Regions from separate parts of the Mus musculus genome. Here all the other regions are linked to region 3. Evidence: chromatin contacts called from public HiChIP or PLAC-seq, Micro-C and promoter capture Hi-C data. All regions are on one chromosome and are shown on one strand. Each heading gives the region's core, a stretch centred on a gene start, on an enhancer-like site or on the middle of the called end of the contact. The rest is flanking DNA. Distances are from core to core; before and after follow the strand shown. Region 1 overlaps Kalrn (kalirin, RhoGEF kinase). Region 2 holds the start of Adcy5 (adenylate cyclase 5). Region 3 holds the start of Ccdc14 (coiled-coil domain containing 14). Region 4 overlaps Kalrn (kalirin, RhoGEF kinase).

What was found. Promoter capture Hi-C pulls out the DNA fragments that hold promoters and counts their contacts. A called contact is a pair of places that touch in the nucleus more often than the background predicts. HiChIP or PLAC-seq counts read pairs in DNA pulled down with a chosen protein or histone mark.
Region 1: a contact with region 3 is called in a promoter capture Hi-C map of the SN4741 cell line, with 4 times the contacts expected there. The contact joins the enhancer-like site here to the promoter of Ccdc14 in region 3. A contact is called at or near these places in 6 of 39 promoter capture datasets (the SN4741 cell line, cranial neural crest, frontonasal cranial neural crest and 3 more), 1 of 484 Hi-C or Micro-C datasets (nephron progenitors), 5 of 115 datasets of contacts at active chromatin or transcription factors (embryonic basal ganglia, embryonic forebrain, embryonic limb bud and 2 more) and 2 of 9 other capture datasets (adipose tissue and pancreatic islet).
Region 2: a contact with region 3 is called in a Micro-C map of embryonic stem cells, with 2.3 times the contacts expected there. The contact joins the promoter of Adcy5 here to the promoter of Ccdc14 in region 3. A contact is called at or near these places in 2 of 39 promoter capture datasets (hippocampal neurons and liver), 1 of 484 Hi-C or Micro-C datasets (embryonic stem cells) and 1 of 115 datasets of contacts at active chromatin or transcription factors (embryonic stem cells).
Region 4: a contact with region 3 is called in an H3K4me3 HiChIP or PLAC-seq map of craniofacial prominence, with 5 times the contacts expected there. The contact joins the enhancer-like site here to the promoter of Ccdc14 in region 3. A contact is called at or near these places in 5 of 39 promoter capture datasets (the 3T3-L1 cell line, cranial neural crest, frontonasal cranial neural crest and 2 more), 1 of 15 datasets of contacts at CTCF or cohesin (the NIH/3T3 cell line), 2 of 484 Hi-C or Micro-C datasets (nephron progenitors and pancreatic cancer cells), 6 of 115 datasets of contacts at active chromatin or transcription factors (cardiomyocytes, craniofacial prominence, embryonic basal ganglia and 3 more) and 2 of 9 other capture datasets (adipose tissue and pancreatic islet).

What each region holds. Positions count from the first base shown.
Region 1 is chr16:34,235,438-34,238,873 of GRCm38.p6, forward strand. The region is part of intron 14 of Kalrn (kalirin, RhoGEF kinase); the gene reads right to left. Among named protein-coding and RNA genes, the nearest start is that of Gm41448, 120 kb to the left of the region's middle. Within about 2 kb of position 1,779, at least 25 of the 459 cell types and tissues checked have an H3K27ac peak or open chromatin away from gene starts, as enhancers often do. A contact at or near this core is called in the SN4741 cell line, where this site is marked.
Region 2 is chr16:35,153,375-35,156,668 of GRCm38.p6, forward strand. Adcy5 (adenylate cyclase 5) reads left to right here and starts at 1,490. Exons shown (of 21, transcript NM_001012765.5): 1 at 1,490-3,294. The coding sequence starts at 2,725.
Region 3 is chr16:34,689,279-34,692,513 of GRCm38.p6, forward strand. Ccdc14 (coiled-coil domain containing 14) reads left to right here and starts at 1,338. Exons shown (of 13, transcript NM_172824.3): 1 at 1,338-1,553. The coding sequence starts at 1,380. Gm35150 (a long non-coding RNA gene) reads right to left here and starts at 1,428. Exons shown (of 4, transcript XR_876043.1): 1 at 1,360-1,428.
Region 4 is chr16:34,277,059-34,280,407 of GRCm38.p6, forward strand. All of the region lies in intron 10 of Kalrn (kalirin, RhoGEF kinase), which reads right to left. Among named protein-coding and RNA genes, the nearest start is that of Gm41448, 160 kb to the left of the region's middle. Within about 2 kb of position 1,498, at least 6 of the 459 cell types and tissues checked have an H3K27ac peak or open chromatin away from gene starts, as enhancers often do. A contact at or near this core is called in craniofacial prominence, where this site is marked.

The sequences.
Region 1 (3,436 bases), core at 529-3,028, 450 kb before region 3:
AAAAAAGCAAACAATTAAAACCCAGGCAGCATGGAGCCCACAACATTGCTTTAATTATATAAGAAAGCTCGACTTTGGGAGTTGCCGTTATTGGCCAACTGCAACACAGCTCCCAGTGCAGCTGGACAGATCCTGTAATCGGTCCTCACTTAGGACAATGCCAGCTCGTTAGGACGAATGAATCCTTTGTCCAGGAAGCAAATTTCAACACACCAGGTCCTTTCCATAAGTGGAAGAGAGGATGCTGTAACTCTGGAGATCCATCCTAAGAGAGACAGCTCCTGGCAGCACCTGTTTGGAGACTTGCCAACACCCAGATTCATAAGCAAACTTGAGTCATCTTGGACATGATAAAGCCAAATCAAAAGGACCCTGTCTTAGGCACTCCTGCCAAGGGAATGTTCTATTCTAACTAGTTAGGTATAATTTATGATTAGATGAAAGTAGCCAACGACTTAGGTCTCCTAAGAAATCAATGCTATCTATCTCCCAAATATACAGGATAAGTATTCCCAACAATACCACAGGGACAACGAATGTCATGCACATTCAGAAAAACCTTCACCTTTAAGTTTTGCTCGCACACAGAGCTTGCCCTTCACTCTACGGACTCAGAGCAGGTCTAGGGCCAGTCACTTGCTGACATGTGTTTCCAGTGTTTATGAACATAGCTCCCAACCTAGACAACAATCAGCCTGGAGCACAGCTGCAGTCAGTACCCACCAACCAAAGGCTCGGTCCTCCCTCATCATCCTCCCTGCCTTGATCTTTCTGTATCCCTCTCATGACACCTGATGTGCAGTTATGCACACTTTCTTCTCTGCCCATCAGCAACAGGTCCAGGGAAGCCTGCCTCAACTGGATTTCTGCTTTAGGAGGGTCACTGATAATGTCAGATGGGATAAAGGGACTCGCTTTAGCTCATCCCTTCACTTGCTGGAGGCTAGACTTTTAGTCTTAAGTTGCAAAGTCAACCTGGAATGTTAGAATCATATAAAACTCTATTTTTGGCTCCCCTCCTGTGGGCAGAGCTGTCTACGCTTTCCAGATGCAGATGCCGGCATGCCAGAGACAGAGATGAGTTTCCGATGGTGCTCTTAAATTCATGCCTTCTTGGTTCCTGTCCAGGATGCAAACCGTGACCCATGCTGTTTCCCGAGTTTCATTGATTGTCTACTTATTTAGCCTTACCCTGGCTGCTCTTCTATTCTGATCCTTGACTCTACTTGGCTATGTGGCCTCACTGTTCGGTCCACATCTTTGCTCTGATTTCTCATTCTGTAATCTGTGACCCAAAGCAGCTGAGAATCTTATGGTCATATCCTGTGTGAGATACAGAAGAGTGGGGATCCAACTAATAATGGGGTTCACATTAAAATCCTCGCAGATAAATTCCCAAAGGAGCACATCAACCGTAACATATGGCCACCTACAAAATCAATCTTCACTGAGAGATGCTTCCATTACCCTGACACACCACTGGAAACTCATCCCTGTCTCCGGCACTCTGGCATCTGCATCTGGGAAGCACAGGCAAGTCCGCCCACACGAGGGGAAACTCATTTCTGGAGGCAAAAATAGAGTTTTATATAAGGACAATATGGGAGAGTGGGAAAAATATTTTCTGGTGTTACATGATAATAATTTCAGTATCTTTTTATGTTTATTTTTTTCTGTGAGTTTCATAATTCCAAGTCCCAGCTCCTGAAATATCTGTGGGAGATGGAAGAGAACGGCTTGTTCTTTTGGCAGCCAACCCCTCTGCCTACTATTTTCAGTCACCAGAAGGGTGCGGTAGGTAGAGCATCTTCTGGACTGAAATAAAAAGAACTGAAGCAATTTCTACTCCCTGTGGCTTGCCCACGTTGGGGGTCAGGGTTAGCAGGGGGTAGGGTAAAGGGGATCGGGGGATAGGAGGATAACTCTGACCTTGTGCTGACTTTCAGGAAATGTAATTTCAGACCCATCTCCGCTTCTCCGCAGTTACAGTGTGGCTCTGTTCCAGACAACCTTGGCTTCACCACATCCCTAGGATTCAGAGCGCTGGGCTTTGTCTTTCTCTAGCAGGCAGGTGACTGAACCCTGCCACTGTACGTGTGAATGGCTGCTCAGAGTTAGTGACTCAGCAAGAAAGCTTGCTCAGTATGTCGTTGAGAGCCCCAAGACCCAGGCTGTGCAATTCTGTTTGTTTCTCTTGTTACTGTCTTATATAATGTGTCCAGGACTACAGGGATGAAGAGGGCGCCTACTGCATCTCCACAATCTCAAATACAGGGGGAGGGGATGAGAGGAGCATACAGACTTATCCTGGCCACACCTAGAGGTGCCCATTCCACACTCTTCCTTCCTCTGCTCCCAGTCATCGGTGTGAGTTCCAGTTAAACCCTACCAACTGGTCCATCTCCAGACATCACCTCTGAGTAGAGTTTGCTTTTGTTGATAACACTGCCCTCAATTTAATGATAGACTTACCTGTCCTGCTTAGGGACAGTAATGATGTCCCCAACAATAAAAATTACTCCCAGTAATAATGCAGAAAGACAGGTTGTCTTTTTCTCAGAGAGTGAATGTATTCTCATTTCTTTTCTCTTCAGTGTCCCCCTGACAGGGAACTGGCTCAGTTCCCTCTCAAGGATGGCTTCTTACACCTTGCTCACATTGTCACTGGAATGTAGGCTCTCAGATGCTGGGGCCATGTTTGCTCCACTTGGCCACTGCCTCTTCTCCCCCTGTTCTTGGCTCATATTGCTCATGCATTGCTCTGACCAGTGAGCAAGCAGAGCTCTTTGGGGGCGAAGTGGGTTTGTGCAGGATGGTGGAGAGCCCTGAGGAGGGACAGGCTCAGGTTTGAGGCTATGCTCTGAAACCTGGTAATGGTAATCGTCTTGGCTCTGTACCTTTCCCCAAGCCCCACTCTCCTCATCTGTAAAATGGGAATGATAACCTACGGCTGCTGTAAGGACCTGGATAGATATATGATGTCTGGCATTTTGTCAGTTCCAAATACTCTTTTCCCAAATTGTCCTTTTTCTTGAGGGAAATTAGCGAGAATATAGTGGTGATTGCTGATGAAATTGCTGTGTCTTATAAATATAAAACCTAGTGACACTTATGTACTTAATGTATGTTGTTAGAAAAGATGGTATTTTGAATGTTACTGGACTGATGCTGTCAACATAGTTCACACTGGATTCATCTGGAGGACTTTTGAAAATCACTGTGTCCTGCGAACACCACAGACCCAGAATCTCTGGCTGGCTAGAAGTTGGCCATTAAATGTTCTTAAAGCTGCTGAGGAGATCTAACAATGACCGGGTTCATAACCATTCTATAAGATGGCAGTGGCCACAGCCCAAGAAGCAGGCATTCTCTTTTTATACTGAGTTGTAGAGCACTCACCATTCATATATATGTGTATATGTGTGTGTATGTATGT
Region 2 (3,294 bases), core at 240-2,739, 460 kb after region 3:
TTTCCTGGTAGCATCCAGCCCGGTACAATGCTTTGCAAGTTTCCAGCGCGATAGGGTTTGGCTGGCTAGGTTCGTGTTGCTTTTACTACTTAGCCAACCATAGATTACTCAAAGGCTGGAGGATTACTCAAGATCCCGTTTACGCAGATCCCTTGGAATTCTTTTTTTCTCTCCTCCCGGTTTGCAGCTCTGGCAAGGTTTATCTTCAGTTGCCAAGGAGATGAGCAGTGGAGGAGGATGTGGACCTCTAGGCTTCTTGTCAACTTTGGAGGACGGCAGAAGGATGAAGGGGCTGACAGCATACAAGTCACCCTCCCCAAGCAAAACTGCCAGAACTCCGGTTAGGACAGCTTAGGGGGTCAAGGGAGCTGAAGAGGCAGACAGACCCAGATCTTCTACTCAGCTGTCTACTCTTGTCTACCCTTGCCTTTATTCAGGAGTTCCCAGAAGGGTCATTTTTGCTTCCCTGACTGGCAAGGAGACTAGCTTGCCTGTGGGAGCATCTGGGTAGGTGTGGAAGCCAGCGTAGCACTGAAGAAAAGATCTTTGGATTGTGGGTTAGGAGACCTGTGTGGTGTATTCCAAGTTGGCTAAGTTCTTAGAGCCTCAGTTTCCACATTTGCAAATAGGAAATAGCTACACAGGCCCTGTCCCCCATCCGAGCCCATGGCTGTTACTAGAACCACATGGGATTTAAAACACATGAACAGGCAAAGGGCTCCTTATAAACGCCAGGTGTTCCCACAGCTGTCAGTGGTGTTTCCTCTTAGTAACTATGCTCCAAAGTGGTCCTGCTCGCCCCACCCTGGCTGCATCGGCCTCACCCACTGCTAGCAACTCCATCTTTTCCATCGCTGTCTTTCTGTGCCCCAGACATCCTCAGTCTCTGCATCTCCCTAGTTCATTTCCGGGTCTGGCTCTGGGTCCCTCCGTCCTCTCTAGGGACTCTGTCTCCAGTTCCCTGCGGCAGTAGCGGTCGGGGCGCCCCCCACCCGGCGCGCCCTCCGTTGGCACCGTCGCCGGGCCACAGAATCGCCCAATAAGAGCGCCGGACTCGAGTCTGACAGCTCTGGAAGCGGCCAATAGAGCCGGACCAGAGAAGGGGGGAGCAGCACCGTAGCTGAAGTTGGGCTGAATGGGGGTGGGGGAGAAAAGGGTAATAAAAAGAGGGGAGATAGGACTGGGGTCGCAGGACCCGATCGGGGGTGGATTGCCCGCTACCCAGGTCCGACGAGGGATCCGCCCGTTGACCCGGCTCCAGGCACCAGGGAGGGAGGGGCGCAGTGAAAATATAGGTGAGGAAGGGGAGCGGGGGTCCCTGCGGCTCCCGGGCCCGGCTTGAGTATGTTCGCGGGGTGCCGGGGCCAGGACGCGGGCGGCGGCAGGGCAGAGGGCGGAGGCGGCCGCACGCCGCTGTGAGCCGAGGCCCGAGCGGCGCGGGGGGCGGGGAGGCGGCGGGAGGAGGGGATGCGGAGGGCGCTCCGGCGGCGGCGGCGGCGAGCGGGCGAGAAGGGAGGAGCGGCGCGAGCGGCCGGAGCGGCGCAGGGCCCGAGGCGTGCATGGCGCGCCCGGAGCCGGGCTCCCTCGGGCCCCTCGGGAGCGCCCCCGGGGCGCCGCGGCTCTTCGGCCGGCCCTTATCGGCCGGCTGCTGTTGAGCCGCAGCCCTCCATCGCTGGATGCCGTGGTCCCCGGGAGAAGCCCGCCTGCGTTGGGGCAGAACGGCGGCGGCGCTGCGCCGGATTCCGCCCTCCGCGTAGTGGTTCTGCGCTCGGCTACGGTGGGCCAGCCGCCGGCAACGAGGAACCCAGGGCTTGCGGAGCTAGCGACTCAACCCTCGGGACCTGCCGGAACGGGCCGGCCTGCTGGGTCTGGGGGACAGGAGGAGACGAGAGGGGAAGGGCCGCACCGCAGGAGCCGGTCCTCGCCCCCGCCCCCTGCGCGGGCACGCCGGAGGCTCTGTTCGCCTTTCGCGGGGGCCACGCTCCCACTCGCGCCTCCGGAGGTGGGGGATGCGGGCGACGGCCCCCCCGGGCTCCAGGACCCTCCTCCCCGGGGCTCCGGAGCTCTTGCTCCGCCCGCCGCCCCCTCCCCCGTCCTCTCCACCCCCCATCCCACCTCCCCACCCCTCGTAAGAAAATAATGCTGGCAGGAGCCTGCACCTCCCAGTCGCTCCCAGTGCGCTGCGAGCAAAGGGCACCCGCTGCGTCTCCGTGCCGGGACCCCTGCCGAGCCGCCCTCGCCGCCACCTTGCTGGGAGAGTCGCTGCTCTCGGCTTAGGCAAAAGCCACGAGCGCCGCGCCCGGGAACTGCCAGCTTCGGAGAGGCGCCGCCCGCAAGGACACCTCTCCGTCCCGCCTGCTCCTCAACTCCCAGCCTGAGCTCGACGCGAGCCAGGAGTCCGGACATCTCTGCGTCCGGCGCAGCAGTCAGAGCTGTCCCCACTGCCACCGCTCGGAGCCAACTCCGTCTCGGACCTGGGACTCTGGACTCTAATTCGTAGCTACTTCTCACCTCGGGGCTGCGCTGTCTCCCCGCTAGCCTTCCCGTTGTCCTCCACCGCTCAGGACGGGGGTGCCACGATGTCCCGCTGCTGCGCAGGGCCCCGGGCCTCCCTCGACGTGTGACCCTAGCCTGGTCCCCCTGCTTGGCTGTCCGCCCTCTCCTTGGAGACCCCCGGCCCGGCCCCCGGGGGAAGAGGAAGAAGACGACGAGGCCGAGGGGGGGATGTCCGGCTCCAAAAGCGTGAGCCCCCCGGGCTACGCTGCACAGACAGCGGCGTCGCCAGCGCCCCGGGGAGGCCCGGAGCATCGCGCCGCTTGGGGAGAAGCCGATTCCCGCGCCAATGGCTACCCCCACGCCCCCGGGGGATCAACCCGCGGCTCCACCAAGAGATCTGGGGGAGCGGTGACCCCACAACAGCAGCAGCGCCTGGCCAGCCGTTGGCGCGGTGGCGATGACGACGAAGACCCTCCACTAAGCGGTGATGACCCTCTGGCTGGGGGCTTCGGCTTCAGCTTCCGCTCTAAGTCCGCCTGGCAGGAGCGCGGTGGCGACGACGGCGGTCGCGGCAGCAGGCGGCAGCGGCGGGGCGCGGCTGGAGGGGGCAGCACCCGGGCGCCCCCTGCGGGCGGCAGCGGCAGTTCGGCGGCGGCCGCAGCGGCCGCAGGTGGCACAGAGGTGCGCCCCCGCTCGGTGGAGCTGGGCCTGGAGGAGCGTCGAGGAAAAGGCCGAGCGGCCGAGGAGCTGGAGCCCGGGACTGGCATCGTCGAGGATGGAGACGGGTCGGAGGATGGA
Region 3 (3,235 bases), core at 88-2,587:
TATTTTTATTTTATTTATTTTTAAATTCTTACATGTATAGATGTTTTCCTTGTGTGTATGTCTGTGTACTACATGCTGGGGACCAGAGGCCAGAAAAGCGCACTGGATTCCCTGGAACTGAAGTTGTAGACAGCTGTGAGCTGATGCTAGGAATTGAACTCAGATCCTCTGCAGTTGTATCTAGTGCTCTTAACTTATGTGCTACCTATTCAGCTACATTTTAACTAATTTTTTTAAAAAGAATTATTTATTTATTTTATATATGTGAGTACACTGTAGCTGTTCAGACACACCAGAAGAGGGCATCAGATCCTATTACAGATGGTTGTGAGCCATCATGTGATTGCAGGGAATTGAACTCAGAATGTCTGGAAGAGCAGTCAGTGCTCTTAACCACTAAGCCATCTCTCCAGCCCCATTTAAATTCATTTTTTAAAAAAGGTTTATTTAAGTAGGGTGTGATAGCATACACCTTTAGCACCAGCATTAGGTAGGCAAAAACAGGAGGGTCTTTGTGAATTTCAGACCAGTATGGTCTACATTGTAAGTTTCAGGCCAAGCAAAATTATGCGCGCGCGCGTGTGTATACATATATATCCTTCTTTAAAATGTCGTATGCATATGTGAGTACCACTTGTACAACTGGTGCCTGAGGAGGCAGAAGAGAGTACTAGATCTTCTGAAATTGGAGTCACATGGTTGTGACCCACTACCTGTGGGTATCCAACCTGAGTTCTTTGCAAGGGCAAGAGTTGCTCTTATCCACTAAGTCTCTACAGGTCCCAGGGTTTTAAAATCAACACAACCCTTTTTTTTTTTTTTTTTTTTTTTAACAAAGGTAGCCATCTTACCATAGAAAGAAGAGTCAACCGGGTTAATTTCTCTCCAACTTGATTTAAAACAATCCCAAATATAGTGTCTCAAACACCATTCTCTATTTAGTGCAGCTATCAGTGGTAAAAAATACTGCCATCCTTTATCAACAGCAATTATCTCGATAGAAAAAGTAGACAGCCAAACCATTGAACACTGTTCAGGTTAGATTTCTATTGACTCTCAAGAACAAATACACTTAAAACAGTACACAAAGCTTCTGAAATCCAGCGGTAGTCCTTTACCCAATGGGCTAGCAGGCCCTGGTTCCCACTTCAACCAGTTTGAAGAATGCTGCAAAGCCAACGAGTTCCTCGCCCCGCCCCTCCCGCAAGGCCCCGCCCACATCAGGCCCCGCCCCCGCGTCCGCCCCGCCCCCCGGGCCGTCTGTTGGCCTCTCCCACTCTCCGCCTGGGCGTGGCAAGCTGGAGCACGCGGAGTCTGTTGCGCACGCCCAGGGCTCCAGGTTCCGACCCGAAGGAAAACCTTTTAGCGCCAAGGAGGCTATGAGTCCCGGCGGTCCGCGGCCTTCTTCCCGGAAGCGGAAGCTCAGGGGGCGGGACAAGGGAGGTCCGGACATCTCGGCGGTTAATTCTTTTTTTCTCAAGTATTCGTTTCCCTACGCCTGGGCTCTTCTGAGGCTGAGAGAAATGGTCAGGTCCGGATCTCGACCGGGCCAGGTGAGGGCTGCGGACCTGATGAGTCCACTGTGGGGTGGCGAGAGGCGAGGGGGATTTAGGAAGGTGCTAGAAAAAAAATAGTAACTGCGGCGCGCCCGAAGTGGTGAGGACGTCCCTAGATGAATGCTTTATTCAGGGCGGCCGTGCCAGTCTTCCAGAGCGCAGTTTGGTGTCAGACCCCGGGTTCGAAGCCCAGCCTTTATCACCAGTGCAGTGACCTCCTTCCCGCTCTGTGCTTTGCAGTTGTTTCCAATATTACGTAGTTATCCAGCAATTGTGCCTCTACAAAGCCAGTAATTTGCCCGACTTGGTCATTTGTCCGACTGCCTAATAACATCTCTATCAGAGAAGTTCTTAGGATCTTAGCTTGAGTTAATCCTCTCCCCGGATTCAGCTTCTCGGTGCTTCTCTTAACTGATCTTCTGTCTCTGTTGTTGGAGTCTCCCAGTAAGTGGCTGTACCCGCCCTCCGTTCTCAAACGCGTGACTCTTGATGTTCTCTAGTAACTGCTCCAAGTACGACAGGGAAACCCATTTTCAAGATACACATTTGGCTTGGAACAGAGCCATTTTGGATCCTTTGCAGTTCCCGCCCCATCCAATCAGGTCCAATAGAGCTAAACTAGTTTTAGCCCTGCTGTGCCCTGGGCGTTCTGACCTTTCGTGCTCCCACGTCTTTTCAAATTATGGTGGGCCTGTTAATTCTATTTTCCTTCTAGCCCTCATGTCAAGAACCGTCTCTAGAATATTTTTCCAACACCATCACATCTCCGCTAGTTGGGCGTGCTTCAGGCCACCTTCCGCATCTTGCAATCTTCCACAAATCACTTCATGTTGGACCTGGTGCTAGTCTACTACTAGAATATTTCATCTCTGTCTTGGAGATTTAGAAAGCACTTGGCATATAGTAGACTTGGGGTTTTACTTTGTTTCCCACCATTTAACAACATACCTATAATGTTGTCTTTCTTGCTAATGTATATTTTGCACTCCCCCCTCCCCCCCAAAAAAAAAACCCTGTCTTGAGACTTCCTTTTTTGAATGGTTGCATGTTGTCAATATGTCTAGGGAAATATGCTGTAGTCATCAAAGAAATGGAAGTTAAAATATTTTCTATCACAAAATAAGTATTGGTGATGGTGTTGAGAAATTGGTACTCTTGTATAGTCCTGGTGAGAATATAACTAGTATAGCTTCCTCAGAAAATAAGCCGAGCACGACAGTGCACAAGTGTAGCCCTAGTATTTGGGAACCCGAGGCAGGAGGATCATGAGCTCAAGGCCAACTTGAATAACAGTGAGATCCAGTCTCAAAAAAACCCAAACCACTTAAAGTAGAGCTAAGGTGACCCAGCCAGCTTCATTACTGGTACTTATTCAAAAGAGCTGAAATCAAGATTTTAAAGAGCTGTTTGCGATTCCTTGCATTGTTGCATTCGTCGCAACAGCTAAGACATAGAAACAACCTAAATATCTCTGAGTGAGTGGGTAAAGAAATTACGGTCACATACATCTAATGGAATATTACTCAGCCTTAAGGGAGGTCTGCCGTATGCAGTAGCAGTGTGTGTGATGTGTGAGACTGACTTAGTGGACTCAGCTGTTCCTAGAGGACAGCTGCTGCTTGCTTTCCCATACGTGTGTCTGAGGTAGCCCAATTCAGAAGCAGAGCCGTGGCTATAGA
Region 4 (3,349 bases), core at 248-2,747, 410 kb before region 3:
CCACCTAGTGCCTTCTCCCCTTGCCCCTTCTCCCTTCTTCTCCGGGGCTGACTGAGGCCCTCACTTCGTTCTCAGCTCTTCCGTGGTGTCTAGCAACGTCCTGCGATGCCCAAGAGCTAGAACCTGTTGTCCCTGGACTCCATGAGGCTCAGGGACCCTGACTGCTCCCTCTCCACCCCCTTGGACTGAGGTTCTCTGACCCACAGCCAGACGCCCACTCAGCAGTGTAGAGAGCATGTGGCAGCCCCCCCCCTCACTGAATCTGCCCATCCAAAGCCCCAGAGCTCTGGTGGGACTTGAGTCATCTCTCCTACCCCTTTTATTTCCCCACGACCAGCGCCCCATAGATACTGTTAAAAATTATCATTACCATGGGCCATCAGGCAGGTAAGGTATCAAGTCTGTTAGCCTTAGTTTGATCCCTGGGATGGAAGAAAGGAGTTAACTCTGGCAAGTTGTCCTCTGATCTCTACATGTATGCATAAGAGTGTGCATGGGCACATGTGCTCACGCAAAGACATATTAAATAAATAAAATATGATAGTTATTGAAAACATCATCATCACCTGAAACATGGCTATGGGAACGGGAGCTGCTTTAGAACCTCCAAGGACTGACATACATAGCCGCAGGAACTGGATTCAACTGGACTGAGAACTGCATTGCTGCATTGGAAGGAACCCTCACTGAAGAACAGCCTTAGCCTCTATGCTGGGCCTTGGCAGGCTCTCTACTCATCACAGAAATTAGTGTGTGGGCCTACAGCACCACGAAGAGAGGTATGCATACAATAGTCTGTATGTAAGGCACAGACTGTACATTAGAACTGTGTATTATTTTCCATCAGTAAAAATGAGAGTAGAAATTCACCAGGGTGAAGTCTTAGCTCTCTATAAAATTAAATTATGTAGAACAGTTCACTCTCTAAGGACATGAAAGGAATGAGGTATGACACGAAGTACAAATTGGTAATCTAACACCAGGGGCATGCTAGGTAAAGGAGCTACCAGGGCAAGCCAGGGAAGCCTGGGGGCACTTTTCAGTAGGAAATGTGCTTTGGGGCCAACTTTAAAGTCTAAAATATGAGGCCACAGGCAGTCATCTTTCAGCAGAGGACAAGCCCAACAGTCAGAGGAGCCTTGGTCACAGGTTAAGAGGAGACAAGGAGGGGTGGTCCAGCTAGGCTAGTGAAGGAACACTGGCTGCTGAGCTCTCTCTCCTGTCCTCAGACAACTATGGTTCAGGAGTCAGAGAGGCCAGATGAGGTGATCACTGTGGGTTCAGCACCCCCCACCTACAGTGTCCAAGACTGAAGGCAGGATGGGAAGGGAGCAGGGAGGGAGGAAGACAGAGGAAAGAGACCTGCTGCCCCCAGTACAAAGCACCATATTGTTTCCATTTGCAACTGCTTTGCCCCCAGAGTCTCCCTGACCCAACTTACAGAAACGTGAGAACAAAGAAGAGCCTTGCTCAACACATCATTAGCCTTAGCTTTAGAATGTGGATCGAATTCCAGCTAATCCAGTGAGCAAGCCTGGGAACCTGGCCCTCCACAGTGAAGTAGCCTAGGGCGTCAAGAGTTCAGTCAGACTGAGAGTCACATTCCCTCTCTTGGGAAACTCCCAGTTTGCTGCCATCTCATCAATCTCTTCTGTATCTTTAGTTCGTCTTTTGTGAATGTGTTCCAGACATGATCTCATCCAGTCACAATATCTCTTGAACAAGAATGATAACGATTAGCATTTGCTCTGTGCTCTAAGGAAACTGAAGCCATACTAAATATATTATCTTAATGCCTAGTTCAGATAAGATGGAATAGGCATTATTCCCATTTTGTAGATGCAGAAACTGAGGCCTGGCAAGGTTATGTCACTGGTAGGGTAGCTCTAGGCCTTCTACCCACATGCCCCAATCCCTGTACCCATCCCATTGACATTGACACTTATTCCCCATACAGGGAAGAAAGTAGGAAGGATCTGTAGTTGGCATTTGTGGACGGGGGTGGGGAGCATGGTACTAACGGATCCAATGGCTTTCATGGAAGAGACAAAACAAAGAAAAGTGGAACCTAGGACTCTGTCCTGTGTTCAAGTCACCTGGTGCCTCACTGGGTACCCTGAAGCCATGATAGGATATGATTTTTTAAAATAAATCCCAAACTGCGACTCTTTCTAACCTTATAAACGCAGAACTTTCACCAGAGTGATGGCGATTGCAGGTGGACCACATCCAAGGTATGAATGACAGTCTGATTAGGTTGAAAGACACCTAGATGATCAGAAGGCAGACTACCTGTGAGGATGTTTCCGGAGAGGATCACCTAAGGAGGGAAGAGGGCATCACTATCCCACAGCCTGTATCCAGGGATGCAACGAAAAGGGGTGAGAGAAAGCCCTTGAGTATAGAAGTGCTCTCTCTGTGCTTCTTGGCCGGCCATCTTTGCCCTGCTTCCCATGATGCTCTGCTTTCCAACACAGAAGCAGCAGAACTCAGAAACTGAAGGCTATAATAAACTTTCTCTATTTTATTCTGTCAGGAATTTTCTAACACTAACAAAAGGTCCAATACAAAGTCTATATCTAAATAACCCTTTCTTCCATAGCTATAACTTTTTAAGCAAATGAGAATGACCCACACACATAATTTTAGACAGAGTTCAAGCCTCAGGGAGAAGAGAGATGAAAATGGAGTGAGTCCATCACATGGCATTGAAATTCCCGTTTTAGACTTTCACACTGCCTCCTCCCTGGGTGATATTTTCAAATTCTAGGCATGTGATGGACTAAAGTCCACCAGAGCTATTTCAGTCTGAATTTGGCATTATTGAGTCTAAGATATAGTGTACAAAATAGCCTACAACGTGCAACACCATTGACTTATGTAATTAGAGCTGAGGTAACCAAAATTTTGTGTTGCGGGTCCCTAGACTACAGAAGGACAGCTGTCTATCAATTCCTACGTAAACCCCACAGGCCATGTGTTTGCCTAGCATTTGCTTTGTGTATGCCAAGGCAAACATAGGCACCGATGCAGATGAGGCTAGGGTGCCCCCTGCCACCCGCAGATGGCTTTAAAACTCAGATCCCTCTATCTAAACCTGGCTTCCAGGTGGAAGAGCTCCAGTTTGTTCTTGACAGAACTTGGCAGTGAGTTTTTATCCCTGTTGAAAATTATTCCTAACAAATGGTTCGTGAAAATGTCTCCAGTTGCTCCCTGGCAGAGAAAGAAGGCCTGGATCTGCCTGCTGGGTTGTTGTGCTTGGTGATGCAGTCTGGGGCTTGTGTAACACTGACAAGAACCATTTCACTAAGAGTTTTTGTACTGCTTTTCTGTTCTCACTGCCTGCTCT